Linked DNA regions of Danio rerio: region 2 is linked to region 1. Evidence: chromatin contacts called from public Hi-C data. All regions are on one chromosome and are shown on one strand. Each heading gives the region's core, a stretch centred on a gene start, on an enhancer-like site or on the middle of the called end of the contact. The rest is flanking DNA. Distances are from core to core; before and after follow the strand shown. Region 1 has its middle 83 kb from the start of man2a2. Region 2 holds the start of furinb (furin (paired basic amino acid cleaving enzyme) b).

Region 1 (2,700 bases), core at 66-2,565:
ACCGTAAAAAAGAAAAGGTGTTGCCGAAAAGTCTAGAGAAAGCAAAAAAAAAAAAAAGTCTTTAAAATCAGACGCTGCCAAATGCATAAAATTAATTGAAATAGTGTCGAAAGGGCACAGCGCAGGGGCACAAGAAGGTTGTTATTTCAAGCCTCGGCTGAGTTAGTTGGTGTTTCTGCGTGGAGTTTGCATGTTCTCGTGGATTTTCTCCTGGTTTCCCTGACAAGTCCAAACACATGTGCTATAGGTGAATTGGGTAGGCTTAATTGTCCGTAGTGCATGTAAATGAATGTGTGTGTGTGTGTGTAGGGGTTTCCCAGTGGGTTGCAGCTTAGAGGGTATCTGCTGCGTAAAACATATGCTGGATAAATTGGCGGTTCATTCCGCTGTGGCAATCCCAGATTAATAAAGGGACTAAGCCGACAAGAAAATGAATGAATGAAATAATTGCATGTATAAATTTGTTATAAATGAGTTGTTTTTGTTCCAGTCACATACATTAAATGTTTAAATATCTATTAAATATGGTAGTGCATATATTATTTCACCATCTGTGCACCAATATAAGTAGTAAATGTGCGTGTCTGTGTATGGGGCTGTGGCGGTGTGGTAATATGGCTACAGTGCCAGGGCTGATTTATGGTCCCAGTCCGCCCCTGAATTACTCAGAGTTGTTGATCACTTTTAAAGATTGTCTTCTCACAGTCTCCATATTCACATCGCTGCATGTGGAAGTGCAGCTGGAACATTCTTCAAAGCATCTCCTTCCGTGCTCCACCTCTGAAATGAAGTCGCAGAACGTGGGGTAAATCTGACAGAATTTTCATCTTTGTCTCAACTAATCCCTCAAAAGCGTCTCCATCTCTATCAGCGGCTCTCTCATCTTATTAAAGTCGTCATCGGCGAGATTGAGTTTTATTGCCGTCTCAGCCCTCAGACTTATTAAGAAGAATGGCCTCTTTCTCAAATGTCTGGGCTCATGGAGCAAGTCGCCCTTTTAGCGCACAAACCCCGTCTGATGTGGAGGGAAACCCAATCTTGGTCTCGGCTGAGCGTGAAAGGGCATCTAAAAAAACATACAAACAACAACAACAACTAAAAGAGCCTGACTTCAGTAGAGCTGTCAGCTCTGTGAAAGGACAACGGCGGGTTTTCTTTCAGCCTCTCCAAAGGCTGTCTGGTAAATAAGTACCCGATATCCCGGCTATCGCGAAGGGGTGTTTAAATGTAAAAAGCAGCTTCTCCTGTGAGCTTTTGTTAACTGAACTACATTTCACACCCCACGCCTCTCAGCCACAATAGATGGCAGACAACTCCCTACTGCCCCCTGTCTGCCATTCATAGCACTGCAATGACATCTATATCAGAATACAGGGCTGAACAATATATCATTGGAGCATCGATATCGCAATGTGTGGATCTGCCAGTGTTGGGTAAGTTACTTAAAAAAAGTAATTAATTACATCAATAAAACTGTATTTAAGTGAGATTTTAATTACTGTGTCTGAAATGTTACTCAGTTATTCAATAATTAATTATATTAATTTTCTTAACACAATTTAAAATTCAAGACATAAAAGCACTATAAATCTCAAGGCCGCATACAGTGGACAATAGAAATTAAACTCTTAATTCTTTAAATCTGAGCCAAACAGGACCTTCTAGCTTTAAAAAAAATGTAGCACTTTAAAGCATTAACTTGTATCAAAACATTTCAAAGCGATGACACTATAGACCGTTTTACTATATGTAAACAATAACAATGGTCCCAACATATTTCCGGTTTTACATTTTAAATTTCTAGAGCTTCCCAGAATCCAAAAAGAGCCACATATTGATAAATAATAGCGGTTTTAACATCAAGTTATGATTGGTCTATGGTCTATTTCATACGTACCATAACACTGACATGAATTTCTGACTTTCTGTCAATAGTTTTGCCAGCAAGTTTTCCAGTGATGGGTTGCAGCTGGAAGGGCATCCGCTGCGCTATGCTGGATAAGTTGACGGTTCATTCCGCTGTGGCGACCCCTGATTAATAAAGGGACTAAGCCGAAAAGAAAATAAATTAATGCTTTGAACAGTATTTAAACAAACAATAAATTACCTAAAAATGAAAAGTAATCACTTACACAACCTGACAGCAGTCTTGTCGCCTATCCAAATTTTAGGAACAACAAGTAATAACGTGAGTTTTAGTTGATCATTTGGTATCAGAAGTGGCTAATATGAAAGGCAAAGGCCTCTAGATTACGCTTATTTCACTAAAATAAAATATAATCATGGCTTGATTTTTAATTTTTTAATTAAGACACTAAGGTCTGACTTTGCTTAGACAAAAGTCTTGTCACTTAACAGAAATAATGTACAGAATAGAATATAAAGTCATGCTGCAGTGAAAAAATAATGAATATTGTGTATGACTTGCATGAGCTTGGAGGACTGCATCCATGAATCTCTACAATGACTCAAATCACTTAATGATAAATCTACATTGTAAAAGCGCTATACAAATAAAGCTGAATTGAATAAAGTCAAGAACGGCAGAGAAAGCGTTCTTGCAGGACTTTCAGAGTTCATCAAGATACTTTGCATACATGTTCAATGCCTCCTCCTTCATCTTGTCCCAGACATGCTCAATAATGTTTATATCCGGTGACTGGGCTGGCCAATCCTGGAGCACCTTGACCTTCTTTGCAG
Region 2 (2,966 bases), core at 48-2,547, 170 kb before region 1:
AGTTTTGCTCAATATTTTGAGGAACGTAAACAAAAACAACGGTCCCAACATCTTTCCTAATTTACCTTTTTAATTTCTACAGCTTTCGAGAATCCAAAAAGTGCCACATATTGATGATTAATGTTATGATAGCTCTTTTAACATGAAGTTATGAGTGAATTGCTTCTTGTTACAGTTATCAAATAGTTTGATAACAAGCAAGAAAATGTTCATGGGCCAATGACATGACCACAGTGAAATAGTCTGTAGGCCTATTGTGAGTATCAGGGGCGGACTTAACCAGTAAGCGAGGTAGGGCCACTGGAAAATAGGGGTCCCCGACCAATGCCAAGAAGCCTATTAATTATCCTAAAGCTATTTTGTATTTTTTTTTCATCAAATGTAGTACAATCTGACTATAATCATTAAGATTGTAACATTATTACTTCTTTTCTAAACTAGGGGGCCCCTTGAATAGTAGAACGTTTCTTCAGAACTGCATGCAAATATTAAAATCTAATCACATATGGACAATTAACTGTACATAGTTTTTGAGCTAGCTTTATATTGGCAAATATATTGCATTTTATTTTATAAATTAAGAAGGTTCCACTTAATATATATTTTAAACGTAGTAAATATATTTCTTTTTAAAAAAAGAAAAAAAGAATCTAGAATGAAAGCAAACATCTAGAGAAAGAGAAAGAGAGTGTTTTGAGTTTCAATGCTAGGGCCCCATACCTGGAGGGCCTCTAAATCCCCAAGTCTGCCCCTGGTGAGTATCTAACCTAGTATTCGAAGTATAAAAGTCAGTGTCTTTGAGGTTTAATTGTTGATATTTGAAATGTGGAAATGTTAATCTAAGACGCAGTCTAATATTTTTTTTATTTATTTAAACTTATTTTGTCCTTGTTTTCCAGTGATGGGTTACAGCTGGAAAGGCATCTGCTGTGTAAAACATATGCTGGATAAGTTAGAGATTCATTCCTCTGTGGCGACTCCTGATTAACAAAAGGACTAAGCCGAAAAGAAAATGAATGAATTCATTAATTTTGTCCTTGTCTCAATACGTTATACAAAAATATATATGTTATGCTGTGTGTAAGCCTTTCTTCAGAACATTTATTGACTATTAAATAACTATTAAATAACCAGATTTTTCTAACAAAAAAGCTGTATTTGTTCTTGTCATAAATCTACTCTCATTCTCATTCATTTGATGATATTATTAAAAAAATGACTGAATCCAGCAGATGGAGCCAGCGAATCGCACACCCTAAATACACACAAAGCTGACGTACTTCCTGGGAATTGTAGGCCATTTGTGATTACCAGGGATTTGTGTACGGATGTATTACGGAGCCCGTTATGTCTATACAGAACAATAAAACTGAGGAGACCGATGACAAGTGACACCACAGAGGTTTTAATTTTATAACAGTTCGATAAGAAATATACCACACAGACGGGCAGATACGAGATTTATACATAATAAAAAATAAAGGACTACAGGAAGACGCGCGCGCTGTTGAAAGTTTCATCGATCTGCGCGCGCTCGCCGAGAGATGCTGAGTTGAGTTCGCGGGGTCTCGCGGAAGGGCGCGAATCCTCCGTAACGGTTTCTCGGTGGATGTACTTTTTATTTTGTGTCGTGAGCGGAGTTCAGTCCGGTGCTGTTGTCTGAAATGTGAGCCCGTTACCGGATTCCGAGGCTGTGCAAAGCGCAATGACAGCTCTAGGAGGGGTCAGCGGTCCCATTTCTGAGGTAAATGACAGTTCGTTTGTTTGTTTGTCGTTGTTCTGTGTAAACTGAGGTGAAGTTCAAGGTAAGAAAGTTTATATTAGCTAAATATATGTGTGGTCATCTTTTAAATTTTAACACAAATTAACGAAAGCAATTTTATACAATTTACTCAATTTTGGACAGTTTTGTGTAAGATATTATTGTGTTTGCCAGTTTATAAACAAAGTGACTGTCGAGTTTAGTTTTTTTATGCCGACATTTTGTTTATTTTGTTTTTAGCAATGATGTATGTGTTGTTTTGTAATATCGAAAAGCTAAATAGGACATTTATTTCAGAAATAGAAATTATTTAATCATGTGCACCTTTAAAATATATTAACAAATATGTTTTTATTCATTTAACGTTAACGTTAAGTATCGTTAACACACGAAAGGTGATATTTGACAAAAGGACAGATTTCACTTTCAATGAACCTACAACTAAAATGAACGGTAATGAGGCTGTCTTTCTCCTTTTGTCTTAAACGACAAACATCACGCACAATATTTTCAGTATTTATATTTTTTCTAAACTGACTCCACATCATCTGAAGGCTTTATTATCGTATTGCGCGCCTAGTGTTTCCAGCATAATATATTTATTTCAGTTGTTCGCTGTGATTTACGGTGCACGTGAGCACCTCTACCCCGTCAACCAGATGAAAATTGATAGTGTTGAGTGCAATAAATGTATTCACAGCAAGAATAAAGACACCATTATGATATTCTTTGTCTCTTAGTACTGTAGATCAGATGATGGTTATTATTATCAACCAATATTTTTATGCATAACAAAAAGTATCCTTTGACCTTTGTCTTGAAAGGTTAATATTGATGGCAGGTTTGATTATGAAACCTGGATATGTTCTCTGAACAGGCAGAGTGGTCATTTAATGTTGCCTTCCTGATGAGAGAGAGAGAGAGAGAGGGAGGAAAAAAGGTAGAGCTTAACAGTGTATATGTGCGTGCACTGTCTGTCCCTGTCTAATGAGTGACTAAGCACTTCAGTTCCTGCCCCTACCAAGCCATCATGGATCATTAAAGCTTTAGTAGTTGTAGTTGTGTTTGATGAGCAGTTATTAAGGCATAGTAATTACTGTTCTTTCTTCCCCAGAGAGCACGCTATAAAAATTTGGCCCTCCTATCCAGCATACAGTAGCATCGCCCAGGATATCGCCTCTTGCGAGCATGCAATCTGTTAGAT

What was found. Hi-C and Micro-C count contacts between places; a contact is called where the count stands out from the background.
Region 2: a contact with region 1 is called in a Hi-C map of skeletal muscle, with 2.6 times the contacts expected there. The contact joins the promoter of furinb here to the enhancer-like site in region 1. A contact is called at or near these places in 4 of 18 Hi-C or Micro-C datasets (caudal fin, embryo, skeletal muscle and 1 more) and 2 of 4 datasets of contacts at active chromatin or transcription factors (caudal fin and embryo).

The regions. Positions count from the first base shown.
Region 1 is chr25:9,541,921-9,544,620 of GRCz12tu, reverse strand. No RefSeq gene overlaps it. Among named protein-coding and RNA genes, the nearest start is that of man2a2, 83 kb to the right of the region's middle. Within about 2 kb of position 1,315, at least 7 of the 62 cell types and tissues checked have an H3K27ac peak or open chromatin away from gene starts, as enhancers often do. A contact at or near this core is called in caudal fin and skeletal muscle, where this site is marked.
Region 2 is chr25:9,714,017-9,716,982 of GRCz12tu, reverse strand. furinb (furin (paired basic amino acid cleaving enzyme) b) reads left to right here and starts at 1,297. Exons shown (of 16, transcript NM_001045109.2): 1 at 1,297-1,744.